Regions from separate parts of the Macaca mulatta genome. Here region 1 is linked to region 2. The links are chromatin contacts, called in public Hi-C maps. All regions are on one chromosome and are shown on one strand. Each heading gives the region's core, a stretch centred on a gene start, on an enhancer-like site or on the middle of the called end of the contact. The rest is flanking DNA. Distances are from core to core; before and after follow the strand shown.

Region 1 (2,874 bases), core at 264-2,763, 120 kb before region 2:
CTTTGGGGCCCAGAAGAGGTGGGAACTCCAAGGGGTTGAGAGAGGAGAGCCTGGGTCCACAGAGGAGGTCTGGAGGGGAGTGTCCACCACGTTATTTGAGGATCCAGCAGGCAGGGCCTTAAGAGCAGCTCCACGCCCCAACAGGAGAGAAACTGCCCCAAATGGGTCGTCAGGACAGCTCTGGGAAACGGGCCCAAGAAAACGCCTTTAAACATCCCTGTTTCACTGACAGGAAGACTTCGGCCCAGAGTGGACGGGAAACAGAGAAGCGTAAGCCTCAAATAGTTAGAATGGTAGCTGAGACCAAATTTTGAGAATTGGAAATGTTTGCATACCATACAAATGAAAATCAGAAAAATATATGGGGATTGGCAAAAGGGCATCCTCTTTCCCCAACACTTTGCCGCCATCTGCTGGACGAGTGTTGTAATGACTATAAAACACCGTGGTGCTGCAGCGCCCCCTAGCGCCATGCAGTTGACAGGCACAGAACAGTTCCAAGAGAATTGTTTTTTCCCACCGGGACGTTTCTGAGTTTATTTGGGGCACACCCAGGCGAAGGCCCTGCACCTAGAAGAAGGTGTTGGGCCTCTTGGTGGTGAAGCGTGGCTTGTGCTGACGGCGCAGGACCCGGTGGGGCAGCGGGAACTTGATCTTGGAGTCGTGGAACTGCTTGACAGCTGGCCGACGGCACTTGCTGGCTGCAATCTCCTCCACCTTCATGATCTGAATAGAGTGGGCCCGGGCGCGGTGGCGAGCGCCCGTGTCTCGGTAGCACTGGGTGACAGCACCCGCAGTGGTCAGCTTCCGGTACTCCCGGTACATGTTGTGGGTGCCGCTCCGGGAGTCACAGCGCAGCCAGATGCCGAAGTTCTTCACCGGCAGGGGGTGCGTCTCAAACACCTGCCCACAGTAGACAGTCTCCCCTGAAGACTTCTTCATCTTCTTTTTTTTTTTTTTTTTTTTTTTGAGACGGAGTCTGGCTCTGTCGCCCAGGCTGGAGTGCAGTGGCGCGATCTCGGCTCACTGCAAGCTCCGCCTCCCGGGTTCACGCCATTCTCCTGCCTCAGCCTCCCGAGTAGCTGGGACTACAGGCGCCCACAACCGCGCCCGGCTAATTTTTTGTATTTTTAGTAGAGACGGGGTTTCACCGTGGTCTCGATCTCCTGACCTTGTGATCCGCCCACCTCGGCCTCCCAAAGTGCTGGGATTACAGGCGTGAGCCACCGCGCCCGGCCCATCTTCTTTAACTGAGATACAAAGTACCAGAAGCGGGACTTGGCGACGACATGATTAGGCGCAAAGATTTGCATGCGGTAGAGGGGCTGTGTGTGGCATTTGGGGGTGCGCAGGCAGCGACCCACCACCTTGTACTCTCGTAGGGTGCCCGAAGCCTTCATGGCGTCCTCTCCGCGCTCGCCGCCACCCGCAAAAGCGAGAATTTTCTTTTTTTGAGACGGAGTCTCGCTCTGTAGCCCAGGCTGGAATACAGTGGAGCGATCTCGGCTCACTGCAACCTCCGCCTCCTGGGTCCGGGTTCAAGCAATTCTGCCTCAGCCTCCTGAGTAGCTGGGATTACAGGCACCTGCCACCACGCCCAGCTAATGTTCTTGTATTTTTAGTAGAGACGGGGTTTCACCAGGTTGGCCAGGCTGGTGTTAAACTCCTGACCTCTGATCCGCCCGCCTTGGTCTCCCAAAGTGCTGGGATTACAGGCGTGATCCACCCCGCCCGGTGGAGAAATCGTAAAAGACCGCTAACAAAAATGCTTTGAGGCCGGGCGTGGTGACTCACACCTGTAATCCCAGCACTTTGGGCAGTCGAGGCGGGCAGATCACGTGAGGTCCGGAGTTCGAGACCAGCCTGACCAACATGGTGAAACCCCGTCTCTACTAAAAATACAAAAATTAGCTGGGCATGGTGGCACACGCCTGTAATCCCAGCTACTCAGGAGGCTTGAACCCGGGAGGCAGAGGCTTCAGTGAGCCGAGATCGCGCCACTGCACTCCAGTCTGGGCTACAGAGCGAGACTCCATCTCAGGGGGAAAAAAATGCTTTGAGAGCTGCACAGCTCTGGGGGAAGTCGTGAGTTTTCTATTCAGGGGTAAGGTTAGGGACCATCCATGTACTAAAAAGGGAAAAATCAGATTAACCAGGCAGGATAAATTCTTGCCATCATAAAATTTTTGTTTGCTAAAAGGGGTCAAAAGCTTTTCCCCAGATATTATTTTAGCATTTGGCATCAAAGGGCTGTTGCGAAGACCCTAAGTGCCTGCAAACCGCCTGACACGTAAAGCGCTCAATGCTACTGCAAACTGGTTCAGGGCACAGACTGCAGCCAGTCAGCTGGTGCTCAAGTCCCGTTCTGCCACTTGCTGGCTGTGTGACTCTGAGTATGTAACTTAACCTCTCTGTACTTCAACTTGCTTATCTGCAAAATGGGCATCTGAAAAGTGTCTGACTGAGCTGGAATGCAATGTTAATGCGTGTGAACTCTTAGAACAGAGCCAAGGGGCCAGGCGTGGAAAATGCCTGCTGTTCCTCGACTTATCCTGAGATGGGTGCCCACCCTGCCCCTCCTGGTCCCTTCAGGTTTTAACTGCTTCCACACGTTTTCCAGTGTCCAAATTCCTCACCCTGGCTCCCCACATCTGCTGGACCACGGAGATGAGAGCCACAGGAGGGTGTGGGCAGAGGCAACCATGGGCCCAGTTTCTCCATCTGCCAGGTGTGGTGCTGGCAAGGAAGGGTGGGGTGGTGGCCTGTCCCTCTGGCTGCCAAGCAAATGACATCCCCCATAGGTGGGAGGCAGGCCCCGCCCCCCTCCACTGGTGCTATGGAGGTTGGGTCATCTCTCTGCCTGCCCTGGTGGCC
Region 2 (2,763 bases), core at 170-2,669:
TTCTATGAGGACCCCAACTAAAGCAATAGCATTACTCTCAGCGCTTCTGTAAAAGACACTGCAATATTGATGCTGTGTTTTCTTACAGAATTACCCCATTAACCAGGGCAATCTAGTGGAGTTAGGATGAGGATTGCATTGTAATTCGAGAGAGCTGGTAAGATGGTCCTTGGGCTCCCTAGATCAAAATATTATAGAGTTTTATTTTTCCAGAATAATCAACCAGTGCGGGTAGAGCAAGCAGCTCTGGGGTTGGGCATTAAACCATTAAGGATGTGACGACTTGATAGCACGGGGCAGTGACAGCTGAGCATCGTGTGTGGCAGAGCTGCTCCCTCCTGCCTGGCATCGTGGATCCTGAAAGCCCTCAACTTCCTCCTCCACAATTGTCAGGGGAGATGGGTTCCTGGCCAGTCCTTTGTTTCTGGCTTCCAGAACAGCCAATTGCAGATATAATTTTCTACCTCTAGGAATGGTGTCTGCTCTGATTCTATAAGAAAATTCCAGGAGCAGGGCTGGGCATGGTGGCTCACACCTGTAGTCGCTTTGAGAGGATGAGGTGGGGAGGATCACTCGAGGTCAGGAGCTCCAGACCAGCCTGGATAACGTGGTGAAACCCCATCTCTACTAAAAATACAAAAATTGGCTGGGTATGGTGGCGCATGCTTGTAAACTCAGGTACTTGGGAGGGCAAGGCACGAGGATCCTGGGAGGCAGGGGTTGCAGTGAGCTGAGATCATGCCACTGCACTCCAGCCTGGGCGAGAGTGACACTCTCTCTCGCTCAAAGAAAAAAAAAAAAAAATTAAAAAAAAAAAAGAAAATTTCAGGATAAGGTGCTATGGAGAAACCTCAGAAAAACAGCCAAAGGTGACAGAATTCTTTTTTTTTTTTTTTTTTTGAGATGGAGTCTTGCTCTGTCGCCCAGGCTGGGGTGCAGTGGCCAGATCTCAGCTCACTGCAAGCTCCACCTCCCGGGTTCACGCCATTCTCCTGCCTCAGCCTCCTGAGTAGCTGGGACTACAGGCGCCTGCCATCTCGCCCGGCTAGTTTTTTGTATTTTTTAGTAGAGACGGGGTTTCACCGTGTTAGCCAGGATGGTCTCGATCTCCTGACCTCGTGATCCGCCCGTCTTGGCCTCCCAAAGTGCTGGGATTACAGGCTTGAGCCACTGCGCTCGGCCCAAAGGTGACAGAATTCTTGAATAAAAAGGGGTCATAGGGATTTGTATCAAAATAAGTTGATGGTGTTTCCTGTTTGCTGAGCAGAGCAGCCACGTGAGGGTTTTGGGTTCCTTCTCTCCTCCTCCCATCCTCCTCCTGCAAACGCTCTGCTTCATGAAGTGGGGTTAACCAGGGTAGGGATGTGGTCTGACCAATGTGGAAATAAATATTATTTAAAAGCCACTGGAACCACAACAGCACTTTAAGTGATATGACTGGGATATGAGTCACATACAATTACAACTTCCGTTTCTCACATTACAGGTTAACTCACTTTCTTTTTCTTTTCTTTTCTTTTTTTTTTCATTGTTTGTTTTTGAGACAGAGTCTCGTTCTGTCGCTCAGGTTAGAATGCAGTGGCGTGATCTCAGCTCACGGCAACCTACACCTCCCGGGTTCAAGCAATTCAAGCTTCAGTAGCTACTCAGATATTGAGTAGCTGGGATCACACCTGGCTAATGTTTGTATTTTTAGTAGAGATGGGGTTTCCCCATGTTGGCCAGGCTGGTCTTGAACTCCTGGCCTCAAGTGATCCACCTGCCTCAGCCTCCCAAAGTGTTGGGATTACAGGCATGAGCCACTGCACCCAGCCTAATTCACCTTCTTATTTTTCTTGTTCTGTATAATGACTAGGGAGAATTAAATCACTTTGGGGCAAAAATCACTGTCTTCTGTTTTTTGGGGTTTTTTTCCTTTTTCTTAGACAGGGTCTGGCTTTGTCACCGAAGCTGGCTGGTAGTGGTGCGATCTCAGCTCGACTCTGCCTCCCGGGTTCAAGTCATTCTCTTACCTCAGCCTCCTGAGTAGCTGGGACTACAGGTGTGTGCCACTGTGCCCAGTTCATTTTTGTATGTTTTGGTAGAGGTGGAGTTTTGCCGCGTTGCCCAGGCTGATCTTGAACTCCTGAGCTCAAACGATCCTCTTGCCTCGGCCTCCCACGGTGTTGGAGCTACAGATGCCACAGCGTCCACCCAGTGGTGCCTTCTTAATTAATGACCCTTGTTATCCATTAAGTTCCCCTTTGTTGTCCTGCTTTGCTTAGACCAAATAAGAGAAAAATCATGACTATTACACCCTTTGTAAAAGATGTTCAATGTGCCCTTCTCAAAAAGAAACATTGCCTAGAAGCAAATTGCTGTAACCGTGTGCCAGCCTTGTATGAAAAAATGTTGTAATCCTGATAAAAACGTCTCCTTCTTTGTCTACAGTCTTTGGCTATATATATATTTATATGTAAAAAAATATATATATGAAATGTCATATGTGTCATATGTCATATATATGACATATATGTATATATGTGACAAAGACAGAGGAGTCTAAATAAGTGTATGTACTTCTGTTTTTTTTGAAACGGCGTCTCACTTGGTTGCCCAGGCTGGAGTGCAGTGGCCGGATCTCAGCTCACTGCAAGCTCCGCATCCCGGGTTTACGCCATTCTCCTGCCTCAGCCTCCCGAGTAGCTGGGACTACAGGCGCCCACCACCTCGCCCGGCTAGTTTTTTGTATTTTTTAGTAGAGACGGGGTTTCACCGTGTTAG

What was found. Hi-C and Micro-C count contacts between places; a contact is called where the count stands out from the background.
Region 1: a contact with region 2 is called in a Hi-C map of blood, with 4 times the contacts expected there. The contact joins the promoter of LOC717246 here to the enhancer-like site in region 2. A contact is called at or near these places in 7 of 14 Hi-C or Micro-C datasets (CD4 T cells, blood, cortical neurons and 4 more).

What each region holds. Positions count from the first base shown.
Region 1 is chr19:58,890,423-58,893,296 of T2T-MMU8v2.0, reverse strand. It overlaps LOC717246 (large ribosomal subunit protein eL20-like), which reads right to left and starts at 1,513. Exons shown (of 2, transcript XM_077980790.1): 1 at 1,233-1,513; 2 at 422-933. The coding sequence starts at 1,400. The coding sequence ends at 571. All of the region lies in intron 1 of LOC144337229 (a long non-coding RNA gene), which reads left to right.
Region 2 is chr19:58,771,302-58,774,064 of T2T-MMU8v2.0, reverse strand. No RefSeq gene overlaps it. Among named protein-coding and RNA genes, the nearest start is that of HIF3A, 19 kb to the left of the region's middle. Within about 2 kb of position 1,419, at least 8 of the 40 cell types and tissues checked have an H3K27ac peak or open chromatin away from gene starts, as enhancers often do. A contact at or near this core is called in CD4 T cells and blood, where this site is marked.